Regions from separate parts of the Pan troglodytes genome. Here region 1 is linked to region 2. The links are chromatin contacts, called in public HiChIP or PLAC-seq maps. All regions are on one chromosome and are shown on one strand. Each heading gives the region's core, a stretch centred on a gene start, on an enhancer-like site or on the middle of the called end of the contact. The rest is flanking DNA. Distances are from core to core; before and after follow the strand shown.

Region 1 (6,566 bases), core at 2,511-5,010, 160 kb before region 2:
CACTGCACGCCAGCCTGGGCAACAGTGCAAGACCCCGTATCAAAAAAAAAAAAAAAATCTGTGAGGCTGTCTCCTCCTCTGTAAAAACTCAGAATTCTGAGAACATCTATAGGCCAAAAACCTACCCTCAATCTAAACTTCACACCTTATACAAAAATTAACTCAAAATAGATCACAGATTTAAATGTAAAATGTTAAAAAAACTATCAAACTTTTGGGGAAAATAATAGGAGAAAATCTTTAGGACCTAAGGCTAGGCTGTAAAAGTTGATCATACACATTGGATCATTCTTGTCTACAAAACTAAAATAGAGTTAAGAGGACAGTGGGGGAAAGCACCCAGGGTACATAACATTATTCCAAAAATGCAATTCCCTATGAGCCTGGCTGGTGAAAGAAACTCCCTTTTACAACCTGCAACCAGTTTTATCTATAGCTGCTGAGATAACTTGCTACAGATCTAGGACTAATTTTGCTTACCACTGTCACTTACCAGTCAGAACTCTTCAGCTCCCCAAACCCTTACCAGTGCCAAGGAACTTTCTCAAAGAGCACTAAGTAACATTTCTGCTTTCAAGAAAACCTCTAACCTTCTTTGTGTTCTCTAGACACATCAAAGACCACCCAGTCTTTGTGCATGCCCTGAATTGCAATTTTTCTTCCCAAATAAAACGTTAAATATAGAGATTCGTCTCTACATTTTCATTTTGACTTCAACAAAGTGAATAGTTCTTAGACTTGACGCCAAAAGCATGATGCATAAAAGGAAAAATTGATAAACTGGACCTCATCAACATTTAAAACTTTAGCTCTGTGTAAGACACCTCGAAGAGGATGAAAAAGCAAGCTACTGACTGGGAGAAAATATTTGCAGAGCACACACCCAACAAAGGTCCTGTATCTAGAATATATAAAGAACTTTTGAAATTCAACAGTATAAGCCTGGGCAACATAGCAAGACCATGATTCTACTAAAAAAAAAAAACAATTAGCCAGGCATGGTGGTGCACACCTGTAGTCCCAGCTACTCAGGAGGCTGAAGTGAGGACGGCTTGAGCCCAGGAATTTGAGGTTGCAGTGAGCTATCATTAAGCCACTGCACTTCAGCCTGGATAACAGAGCAAGAGCCTATCTCTAATAAAACAAAAAAGTAAAAAAGTTAAAACTCAAGAGTTAAAAAATAGACAATCCAATTAGAAAATGGGCAAAAGACATGAACAAATGTTTCAAAGGAAAAGACAAACAGATGGCATATAAGCCCATGAAAAGAGATTCAATGACATTAGCCATCAGGAAAGCACAAATTTAAGCCACAATAAGATATGATCTACCTATCAGAATGGCCAAAAAAAAAAAAAAAATAGTGGTAACACCACATGTTGGCAAGGACGTGGAGAAACTGGATCACTCATACATTGTTGGTGAGAATGTGAAATGGTACAGCCACTCTGGAAAAAGTTTGGCAGTGTTTGAACATGCAACTACCAGGACCCAGGAATAACACTCTTGGGCACTTATGCCAGAGAAATGAAACCTGATGTTTATATACATATGTGTATGAATGCTCATAACAAGGTTATTTGTAATAATCAAAAGCTGGAAACCCCACATATCCTTCAATCACTGAAATGGTTAAGCAAACTGTGGTATATCCATACCATGGAATACTAGTCAGCAATGAAAAGCACAAACCATTGATCCATGAAACAACCTGGATGACTTGCTGGAGAATTATGCTAAGTGGGAAAAAAGGCCAATCCCAAAAGTTTATATACTATATCTTCCATTTATATAGCATTCTTGAAATAGCAAAATTGTTGAATTGTAGAATGGATTAGTGGTTGCCAGAAGTTAGGAATGGTGGTCGGGGGAGGTGTGGGGATGGCTACAGAGAAGGAGATCTTTGTAGTGACAGAACAGTTCTGTATCTTGACTGTAATGGTGGTTACACAAATCTATACACATAATAAGGTTGTATAACACACATAAATGAGTGCATGTAAAACTGGTGAAATCTGGCCAGTGCAGTGGCTCACGCCTATAATCCCAGAACTTTGGGAGGCCAAGGTGGGAGAATCACTTGAGGCCAGGAGTTTGAGACCAGTCTGAGCAACATAGTGAGGCCTTGTCTCTACAAAAAAAAAGAAAAAAGAAAAAAGAAAAAAAATTAGCTGGGCATGGTGTCTCTGGTCCCAGCTACTCAGGAGGCTGAGGCAGGAGTATTGCTTGGGCCCAGGAGTTCAAGGCTGCATTGAGCAATGATTGTACATACCACTGCACTCCAGCCTAGGTGACAGAGCAAGACCCTGTCCCAAAACAAACAAAAAACTGGTGAAATCTAAATAAGCTTTGTGGATTGCACCAGTGTCAATTTTCTGGCTGTGATATTATTGTATTATAGTTATGCAAAACGTCGCTACTGGGGAAAACTGGGTGCATACAACCTTCCTGCTCATCAACTGCAGAAGTGTTGGGGTGGTGGAGGTGGGAGTGAGGCCTTGGACTCCCTTCCTGAACTCTCCAGCCTCTGTGCATTGGTAAGAACACAGGGAGAAGCTGAGGTGGCTCAGAGAAGGTCTTACAGGGGATCCACAGTAGCAGAGGGGCTATAAATGGGTCTTCAGGACCCTCAAGGCAGGGCTCCCCCGCTGGGACCACCTCCCCTCTCTGGCCCTGGGGCAGGGGGAGGATGCAAATATGTGTGCCTGTTCCCCAGGGGCCACTATGTTCAGTAGCATAAAGCTCTTGGGGGGCTATATGGCAGAGTGTAGGACTTCGTGCTTGAGGGGTCAGTGATGGGTACCACAAGGATGCTGGGCCTAGGAGGCCAGTCATTGCCCAGGGCAGTGGACTCAGAGGCAAGGAGTCCTGATGGGCCATGAATGGTGGAGACGGCCTTGGAGGAGGGGGGTTTGAGGGCACAAGGCCTAGAGATGTCACCAGCCTACGGAAGCAGCATCCTTAAGGGACCCAAACCAGCCCCATCCAGATCCAGAGCAAGTATGGGGGATGGGAGGAAGGGCTGGGCCTGGTGCCGGGCAGACTGGCTGCGGCACGCGATGGGGTGGGGGCTGTTTGTTGGGCCAGATTTAATGGGCTTTGCTGTCCCACCCTCAAAGCCTGCCTTCAGATGTGGTCTCCACGCTCCCCATAACCAGGGTCCCAACCCCAGGGGACGCTCAGCAGAGAGCTGGGCCTGACCCCAGCCCACAGCGGGCCTCTTGGCCCCTCCCTGCCCTAGGGTTCAGGTCGGGTGCTGCCCGCCACGCAGAAGCAGTCCGGGGACCCCTCCCAGAGGGGATCAGGGCTTAGGACTGAGAACTGGGTATCTGCTCAGGAAAGCCCTGAGTTTGGGTCAGTCAGTGCCCCATCCCTGCCTGGGGGCTCCCAGCCCAGTACCCTAGACCTGTTTCCACAACTGGACAGCTGGGTATCTATACAGCCGCACGGACTTCCCGCCACGCCGGCGAAACTGGGCACAGCCAGGGTTGATCCAGGATCACCAACAGACCCTGGGGGCACAGGGGGGTGCCAAGGCTGTTGACCCGCTGTGTGACCTCAGGGAGAACACTGTCCCTCTCTGGGCTGGGTGTTCCGGGAGCTCTTGGGCTTAGGCCTCTGATATTTTCGGAATTCGGGCACCAGGGGACCGTGGGCAGTGCGTCCGCCCCAGGTCTGTCTGCCTGTCGAGGGGTGAATCAGCTTCCGGCCCCGCCCCGGGCGGCACGTGACCGCAGGTGGCGGCGGCGGGGTGAGCGGGGCGGCCCTGAGTCACCGGCGCGCCCCCGCCCAGCCTCTCGCCGCCGCCGCAGCCGCCGCGTGTGCGCCCCGCTCCGCCAGCGCCCGCTCGGTAAGCAAGTCCCGGCCGCGCCCCCCGGATCCCGGGTCTCGCGGGGCGTCGCCGCCCCGCAACCGCGCTTCTGGGTCTCCTGGACCCCTCCCAGAGCCCCAGCCTCCTCCGGGCAGGCCTCCTGGGTTGCCGGCACCCGGAAATTTTTAAGACCCCTCCCTTACCCGGAAGCCCTCGGTTTGCGGGGCGCCTCTGTGCCGGGGCCGCCTCCCACTCTAAGAAGCTACTGGGAAGTTCCCCGGCTGCCCTAGTTTCCCTCAGAAGTTGCTAGGACTTCAGGCAGCTCCGGAAATCTGGGATGTGGGTTCCCTGCACATAGAGGCACGCTGAGCCCTGGGACGTGGCCCACGGCTCCCTCACCGCTGTTCCGATCCCTTAACTTTCTTCCCATCCCAGTCCAGTGCCCCCACCTCATCTTCCCAGCCCCAGCCCCAGCCCCAGCCCCGTCCTTCCCACGCCCACCTGAGTTCCCGGCCCCGCCCCCGCCGCCCCTCCCCGCGCGGCCCGCCCTCCCCGCCAAGCCGGGCTCATCAGGTCTTTCCCGCAGATTGCTCATGGGCAGAGGAGCAGAGGCCGCGGAGAGGCCCCCGAGCGCGCGGTGCCCCAGCTGGGCCGGAGCTAGGAGCTGGACCTTGCCCACCCACCCCCGGCAGCAGTGCCCGGGCAGGCGGCGCCATGGCCTTCTCCCAGGTGCAGTGTCTGGACGACAACCATGTGAACTGGCGCTCCAGCGAGTCCAAGCCTGAGTTCTTCTACAGCGAGGAGCAGCGGCTGGCGCTGGAGGCCCTGGTGGCCCGCGGCCGGGACGCCTTCTACGAGGTGCTCAAGCGGGAGAACATCCGAGACTTCCTCTCGGAGCTGGAGCTCAAGCGCATCCTGGAGACCATCGAGGTGTACGACCCGGGCTCTGAGGACCCTCGGGGCACGGGCCCCTCTCAGGGGCCCGAGGACAATGGGGTCGGCGACGGCGAGGAAGCCAGCGGGGCGGATGGGGTCCCCACCGAGGCCGAGCCGCTGCCCTCCCTGGAGTACTGGCCCCAGAAGTCGGACCGCTCCATCCCGCAGCTGGACCTGGGCTGGCCCGACACCATCGCCTACCGCGGCGTGACCCGGGCCAGCGTCTACATGCAGCCCCCCATAGACGGGCAGGCCCACATCAAAGAGGTGGTGCGGAAGATGATCAGCCAGGCACAGAAGGTGAGGCAGCGCGGGGACTCCTGGAGCCATGGCCCAACCAGCCACCGGACCCCTCTCAATACAGGCTCACTCAGAGCCCAAAACGGGAGCCCAACATGGGCTTCTAGGGATCTCTGCTGTTTCCCTGGCTGCCTCTTGGGTGGAGGTTTCCTCCCCACCTTCGTGGGGATCCTCAGTTTCTTTGCAGGGTAGGGTTCCCAGGTCCTAGCAGGTGACAGTGGGCTGCCCCGTCTCAAAGGGCCTCTTTATTGTTGGAGGGTGTTTCTGGTTCCCCAGAAGAAGGCACCGAGATAGGGTGGAGTTGGGGAGGGGAGGAACCCCAGGGCTTCCTCTCACTCTCCCTTAGAGTGGCTCTGATTCACTGTAAAGGCGCGCACACACCATGAGCTCTCTGGTGGGGAGAGCTTTTGTTGTGGGGTGAGGGAATAGGCATGGTCCAAGTCCATCTGAGACTGGCCTGGAGGTCCTTGTTCAACACTGCCTGTTTCCTAGCTGTGCTGAGCAACTGGGAGCAGATTGCACACCCTCTCTGAGCCTCTTTGTGAGCTTTGCAATGGTGGAAACTTTCCAGGCCAGGATGCTTGGGTGAGGGAGGTGTGGTCCTCATCTGTGGAAGTGGAGCGAGTCCACCTGAGCATTGTCCACCTGAATTTTGCCACCGGAAGGGACCTCAAGCCTTCTCTGGCCCTCCCCTTCTCCACCCCTGTTGGGCTATGCAGTGTGGGGGGCCATTCTTAGCTGACACACCGTCACACATTCTGAGAAGGGGTGCTTGCCATTTGCAGAGACAGCTAGGCCACTGCTGGACAGTTGTGACCATGAGCAGGTGCTAATGCCTGCTGCACGTAAGTACCTTCTCATCGTTTCCAAGCACATCTTAATTTGATAGATAAAGCTTACCTAGTGAGCTGTGTTGAGAAGGATTCTGAAGCCAGGTCTGGGCCTCAGGTTGTGGGATGAGGTGTTCCTAGCTGGGTCTAATCCCTTTATACTTCCAGTCCCAGAGCAGGGCAGCCAATTGCAGAAGACCAGAATGCTGGCTTTGGGGACCATCCTGGCTAACTGACAGGGCCTTGGGGAAGTTCGTGGGCAGAGAAACCAGACGTGGGTCAAGAACTGATGAGGTGGCCCCTGGCCCTGGCCCCAGTTTCCAGGAAGGTGGAGTCCCTGCCCAACAAGGGGACCAGTTGGGGCAGCTAGCTGGGTGGGGGCGCCTGGCCCCTGGCCTGGCTGCTCTCAATTCACTGACTGACCCTGGGCAGCTTTGAGGCTTCGGGTTTCTGATCTATAAGATGGAGGTGGTGTGGATAAAAGCTGCATCTTTGGCTATTGTGAAGATGGACTATCGGGTGACAAAAGTAAGGAAGGAGTTAGAGGAAGAGGAGGAGGAGGGGGAGGAGGAAGGGACCTTCATAGTTTGCAGACTGAGAGACCCGCCCCACACCTGCCGTGGTGTGGAGGAAGTGCTGCTGATGTCTGTGCCTGATGGGGATGACTGGCTGGAGGCTAGAGAACCCAG
Region 2 (7,019 bases), core at 372-2,871:
TTTGGTCCCTGGGGAGCTGCTAGCCCCACACCAACTGTGACAGCCCAGGCAGGTTACAAGGAATGAATGTGGACAGAGTATGACATTTGGAATTACAAATACCTGGGTTCAAGCCTCCACTGGCCTGTAACCTTGGACAAGTCATTTCAACCCTCTGAGCTTGTTTCCTCATCTGAAAAACAAAGATAGCAGCACCCATTCCATAAGACTGTTGTGAGGATTAAATGAGACAATACGGCCAGACGCGGTGGTTCACGCCTGTAATTGCAGCACTTTGCGAGGCTGAGGCGGGCGGATCACGAGGTCAGGAGTTCGAGACCAGCCTGACCAACATAGTGAAACCCCCGTCTCTACTAAAAATACAAAAAAAAAAAAAAAAAATTAGCCAGGCGTGGTGGTGCGCGCCTGTAATCCCAGCTACTCAGGAGGCTGAGGCAGGAGAATCGCTTGAACCCGGGAGGCAGAGGTTGCAGTGAGCCGAGATCGCGCCACTGCTCTCCAGCCTGGGTGACAGAGCAAGACTCCATCTCAAAAACAAAACAAAACAAAACAAAACTGTGCTAAAAGCACAGTTCTGGGTGTATAATAAATGATCAGTTTTTTGTTCGTTTGTTAGTTTTTTGTTTTGAGATGGAGTTTCGCTCTGTTGTCCAGGCTAGAGTGCACCGGCGCGATCTCAGCTCACTGCAAACTTCGTCTCCCGGGTTCAAGCGATTCTCCTGTCTCAGCCTCCCGAGTAGCTGGGATTACAGGTGTGCGCCACCACGCCCGACTAATTTTTTGTATTTTTAGTAGAGACAGGGTTTCACCATGTTGGCCAGGCTGTTCTCAAACTCCTGACCTCAAGTGATCCGCCCGCCTCGGCCTCCCAAAGTGCTGGGGTTACAGGCGTGAGCCATCGCGCCCAGCCATTATCAGTTATTATCGTTATTTGCCTTGTCGCCTTTTTTTCTTTTATTATAAAGGAATTGGTACTTTTGGTATCCATTGCCTAAGTTCTTTATAACTTAGGTAATGTTTACTCTTTATTGTATGGATAACATAATAATAGCAAACACATGGTCCTCTTTTAAGTGCTTTACATATATTAACGGTAACTTATTTAATCCTCACAAGAGCATAAGGTAGGTGTTGTTATCCTCTCCATTTTAATAGTTGTGGGAACTGAGACGACGACGTTAAATAACTTTTCCAATGACAAAGCAGTGGACAGAATTTCGACCCAGGAGGCTTTGCACCAGTCTTCACTTACCTAATCCCTATACCACATCTTCTCTCCAATTCTGCTTTGGATTTTTCACAATAATGAGGCATGAAATATTCATCAGAGGTTGCAGAGCTAGCTAGAGTCTTTATGGTTCAACGTCTTATTTTAGAAACGAAGAATACAAGCATCTCAACTAACGAATTATAAATTAGGTGAGACTTCGTGAAATGGAGTCGTTTGAAACATTTCCTTTGCCTGACAACTTTACAGGGACACACCTCTTTGTAAAGAGCAAGACCCATGAGCCCAGTGATTATCTGCATACCAAAATTGATTCCTCTTCAGCGGTACCTCGGCTGGGCTCACGTCCCTTCTGCGCTGGCATCTAACTCCGGTCACAACCCCCACCTCTCTGCTGTGGCTGGCGTAGATTCCACGCGTCACATGTTGGCATGTGACTGGATCTGGCCAGTCAGAGAAGTTCATCCCTCTCCGCTCGCTGATTCGCTCCAAAGATAGGCTACTGAGCCAATCGGAGCCCACGAAACACCGTCTCCATCCCTGCGCCGGGACTGGAGAGGCTTACTCTCTCCTGTTGATGCTGCAGCTGCTGGGATGCCAGGAGGGGAACCGCCTGAGGAAAGTGCTGAGAGAAAAGAGAGGGAGGGATACAGACCGGGCCCAGATGAGTTTGCGCTGAATCTGAAGTCGGTAGGTCCCTGGACATTTCTATTATGGAAGCCAAGAAGAACCTCCCCTCCACCCTCTGAAGCCAGTGTGGATCGGGTTTCTGGCACTTGCAGTGTCTGCACGGTCTCCTCTGCTTCCTTCTCCATTGCCCTTTCTCACCCGCCTGGGCCCGCCACCCTGAACTACCGGGACACATGCTGTTCCTGCCTCCAGGCGTGCACTTCTTCCTGCAGCCTCCTCCCCTACTAACTCCTTCTTGAACTTGATAGCTCCATTGTCACTTTCGAGTCTTCCCTAAACCACCCCCTTCCCAAATAAAACTGTTTCATGTACTTTTCTTTCATTGGGCTTATCACGATTTCTAATTAAGTGTTTGGGTGGTTATTTGACAAATATCACCACCTCAGCCCCTGTACACTGTAAGCCCCATGAGGGTGGGCTCTTCGTCCCTCCTGCTGATCACTGTTTCCCAGGGCCTGGCACAAGTATGGTACTCAAGAAATGTCTGGAAAATTGAGTGCCTTGTCCTTGCTGGAAAGAAAATGGGCAGTAGCACAGCATTATATAGTGTTTGCACCATACAAGAATAATATTACTGGAAAAAAAAAACTTTTCTAAGAGACAGAGTCTTGCTCTGTTGCCCAGGCTGGAGTGCAGTGGTGCAATCATAGCTCACTGCCGCCTCGAACTGGGCTCAAGTGATCCTCCTACCTCGACCTCCAAAGCGCTGGGATTACAGTCATGAGCCACCACACCCGGCCTTGAATTTTTTTAAAAATCCACTCTCATTAACCAGAATGAGCTAGCTCCAGTGTATCACCGCGTCCAGGGTTCTGCAGTGGGGTGGCTTGCTCCTCAATAGTTTCCCGCACTGCAGGCACTTAGTTTGTAGTTTCGTTTGTTCTGTTATAGCAATACCACTCTTCCATCCGCCATCCATTCTCCAAGGACTATTGAAATCCCTTGTAGGCTGATGTCAAAACTCTCATTCTCTTTATCCTTGGGGTTTAGGCCATAGGAGTGTGCCATGGTAGGTGTTCAGCCAAGCTGACCCACCAGGTGACTGCAGCCCCAGCCACCACCTGACTGCAACTTTATGAAAGACCCTAAGCAAGAGCCACCTAGCTAAGACCAATCAAACCACAAAAAATTGAGAGCTAAGAAATTTTTTATTAAAGCCCAAGTTTGGGCATATTTTGTTATACAATGGGTAATGAGCAAGAAAGGAGCAAAAGCATAATGTAAAGCTTGTGGTCAGTTCCACACGAATGCAGTTTTTGGTTAGTCCATTGCTAAACTTGATCATCCCTTGCCCACTTGGATGTTTGCAGTCAGAGTCTTTGCATGTAATAGAAGTGCTCAGCTTGCTGCAACACGTCATTGGCCATATTCAAGGGCTAAACTGCTGCATATCGACTATAAATCAAGATACTCAAGTCTAAGACATTTCCCTTCAACATTTTTTAAAGGAAGGAAAGGAATCTTTGCTATAGTTCGATAGAAATTTTTGAGCAGTATGGTGTAACAAAAAACACAGGATTCTCCTTCAAATGGTTGTGCAAATGAAAAAACAGGGACTTAGGTGTCCATCACTAGGATGGAGCCTGCTTCCTGCCTCCTGTCCTCATTGTGGAAATGACCCTGGACAGATCCACCTCTCTAAGTTTCTGTTTCCTCAGTGGAAAAATGAGCACTAATATCAGCAGCCATATGATGGTTGGGGGTGAGGAGTTACTTTTAGATGGAGTCCATGAGTATGAGGCACCGAGGAAGCTTTTGCAGCTGCCTCTCTGCTCTCGCCTGTCTGGCTATCAGGGAAGAAAAACAAGGCACCCCTTTTTCCCCAGTGGAAGAGGATGGCAGCTTGCCTGGCTGTAGGAGGCAGCGGAGGCCAAAGCCAGGTCACCAGCCAAGGAGGCCTTGGAAGTTCCTATAGAGTCCTTTCCTGCATCCTCCAGCTTTTCTCCTTTTTCTTTTCTTTTTTCTTTTTTTGAGATGGAGTCTTGCTCTGTTGTCCAGACTGGAGTACAGTGGCGCAATCTCGACTCACTGCAACCTCCACCTCCCAGGTTCAAGCTATTCTCCTGCCTCAGCCTCCCAAGTAGCTAGGACTACAGGTGCATGCCACCACACCCGGCTAATTTTTGTAATTTTACTAGAGACGGAGTTTTGCCATGTTGGCCAGGCTGGTCTCGAACTCCTGACCTCAAGTGATCCACCCATCTCGGCCTCCCAGAGTACTGGGAATACAGGCATGAGCCACTGTGCCCGTCCTCTTTTCTCCTTTTTCTATTTTCCCCCAAAATGAAAGGAACTTCATTGTCTTTTTTTTTTCCCCGAGGCTGAGTCTCACTCTGTCATCCAGGCTTGAGTGCCGTGGCGTGATCTTGGATCACTGCAACCTCTGCCTCCTGGGTTCAAGCGGTTCTCCTGCCTCAGCTCCCCAGCAGCTGGGACTAAGAACTTCATTGTCTTTTGTAAGCATAATAATATTTACACATTGTAAGAAAAATTCAAATGAGAAGAAAAAATTAAAAAGATATTTGCCATTATCCCATGTGGAGAGGTAGCCACTCTTGGAATTTTCCAATATGCCTTTTCCCTGTAACAATTTATTGCAGGCATGATTCCATGTTGACGAATTCAGGTCGACATCATCATGATATGAGCTGTGAATGAAAGACTGTAGTCTTGGGAACCAGCGCCTAGATCCAAATTCCTTCTCTCCTCACCAGCTGTGTGACCTCAACAAGTTTCTTAACCTCTCTATACCTGTTTCCTCATCTACAAAATAGGAATAATAACAGCATCTTTGTCATAGGGGAATCTTGATGACCACTTGAGTTATCTGGCACACAGTTGACTACCACTTTCTATTAACCGCAGCAATTATGAGCTATTGTGATATGGATGAACCATTATTTTCTCTTAACTAATCCCTCATTCTGGGCACTTTTTACTATTAATACATAACCTGTCTTTCTACCTTTGCCCAAGTATTTCCTCATGTTAAATTTCTAGAGGTAAGCTTGTTTGGTCAAAGGATATGCCCTTTTAAAATTTTGTTCCCTGAAATTTTGTACCAATTTACAGTCTCACCAGGAAGGTGGAAGAGCATCCATGTCTCTTCATCTTCACCAACACCAGGCACCATCCATTATTTTTAGCTTGTCCAAGTGAATAGTCAATGTTTTCTGGGCTTTTAAAATTACTTGTCCACGGGCCAGGTGTGGTGGCTCACACCTGTAATCCCAGCACTTTGGGAGGCCGAGGCAGGCAGATCACCTGGGGTCAGGAGTTCAAGACCAGCCTGGCTGACATGGGGAAACCCCATCTCTACTAAAAATACAAAAAAATTAGCCAGGCGTTGTGGCAGGCACCTGTAATCCCAGCTACTGAGGAGGCTGAGGCAGGAGAATCGCTTGAACCCAAGAGGCAGAGGTTGCAGTGAGCCAAGATCACACCATTGCACTCCAGCCTGGGCGACAAAAGTGAAACTCTTTCAGAGGTTCAAAATAAATAAATAAAAATAAAATAAAATAAAATTACTTGTCCAAATCAGGCTGCCTGTAGCTACCCTGGCTGCCTTGCTAGCTGACTTTTACCTCCATTCATTTACTCAACAAATATCAATAAAGTACTTAACTCATGCCAGGCCCAGTGCTGAGGGTTGGGGCTACAGCTGGGAATGGCAAAGCACCCACCTCATACAGTGACCATAGTAGATGATCCACTGCATGCTAAGAGTTTAACAAAGTCCTGGTTTAGTATCCAATAAGCTATACTAGGTAGGTTAAATATTTATAATATATATGCTCTCTGGATATATAAGAAGGAGTTTTGGGCCGGGCACGGTGGCTCATGCCTGTAATCCCAGCAGTTTGGGAGGCCGAGGAGGGTGGATCACCTCAGGTCAAGAGTTCGAGACCAGCCTGACCAACATGGAGAAACCTCGTCTCTACTAAAAATACAAAATTAGCCAGTCGTGGTGGCACATGCCTGTAATCCCAGCTACTCAGGAGGCTGACGCAGGAGAATTGCTTGAACCCGGGAGGCGGAGGTTGTGGTGAGCCGAGATCACGCCATTGCACTCCAGCCTGGGCAACAAGAGTGAAACTTGGTCTGAAAAAGAAAAAAAAAAAAAAAACAGAAGGAGTTTTGTAGACCCGGCACAGTGGCTTACGCCTATAATCCTAGCACTTTGGGAGGCTGAGGCAGGCAGATCACCTGAGGTCAGGAGTTCAAGACCACCCTGGCCAACATGGTGAAACCCTGTTTCTACTAAAAATACAAAAATCAGGCGGGCATCGTGGTGCATGCCTATAATCTCAGCTACTCAGGAGGCCGAGGCAGGAGAATCACTGGAACCAGGGAGGCAGAGGCTGCAGTGAGCTAAGCCGAGATCCTGCCACTCCAGCCTGGGCAACAGAGCAAGACTCCGTCAAAAAAAAAAAAAAAAAATTAGCATTAGCATTACCATTTTAGCTGTACAACCTTAGAAGTCATTTCTCTCTGTCAGTTTCCTCATCTGTAAATGGGCTAATGCCACCTACTTCATGTCACTGTTGAGGTGGATGGAGTAGAATAACATATTTACGGTAATGTCAATAAACCAAAGCCACAGCAAGGTTGGCACGGCCCACACACAGGCCCCCGTGGCAGCCTCCTCCTCCTGGTGGCAGCACCTAGCCAAGATCTAGGCTTTGAGCCCTTTGCCCACACCCTACTCTCAACAGCTTTCTCCTGGGCACTACTGGTGACAGTGTGCTGGCTCACAGCAGCACCCCACCCACCAGGACTTCTTTTTCATTTCCATAATTGGGAAGTGCAGAATCAGGGGCTGATGATCCCCCGGTAAATTACCCCCCAACTCAACTTTATCGGGTCTCTCCCTGCCAAAGACAGGCATCGCCAAGGCCTCTAGCCCGAATCATAACAAACACTCTCCAAACCTTGTATCTCTGGCTCAGCCTCTCTAAATCCCTCCCTTAAGCTGGAGGGAGGAGCACCCTAAGCCAAACTTCGGGCCCACTGATCTCCTCCCCTACCTACACTGCCCTGCCCCAGCTGGAGAGCCCCTATGCCACTGTCCTGCAAGCAGTTTTTCCTTCCCCCTTCACTG

What was found. HiChIP or PLAC-seq counts read pairs in DNA pulled down with a chosen protein or histone mark.
Region 1: a contact with region 2 is called in an H3K4me3 HiChIP or PLAC-seq map of stem cell-derived excitatory neurons, with 2.1 times the contacts expected there. The contact joins the promoter of FAM83G here to the promoter of PRPSAP2 in region 2. A contact is called at or near these places in 1 of 7 Hi-C or Micro-C datasets (stem cell-derived neural progenitor cells) and 1 of 1 datasets of contacts at active chromatin or transcription factors (stem cell-derived excitatory neurons).

The regions. Positions count from the first base shown.
Region 1 is chr19:51,623,093-51,629,658 of NHGRI_mPanTro3-v2.0_pri, reverse strand. It overlaps FAM83G (family with sequence similarity 83 member G), which reads left to right and starts at 3,760. Exons shown (of 6, transcript NM_001243845.3): 1 at 3,760-3,850; 2 at 4,398-5,047. The coding sequence starts at 4,526. All of the region lies in intron 8 of SLC5A10 (solute carrier family 5 member 10), which reads right to left.
Region 2 is chr19:51,465,470-51,472,488 of NHGRI_mPanTro3-v2.0_pri, reverse strand. PRPSAP2 (phosphoribosyl pyrophosphate synthetase associated protein 2) reads right to left here and starts at 1,621. Exons shown (of 13, transcript NM_001280188.1): 1 at 1,533-1,621; 2 at 103-172.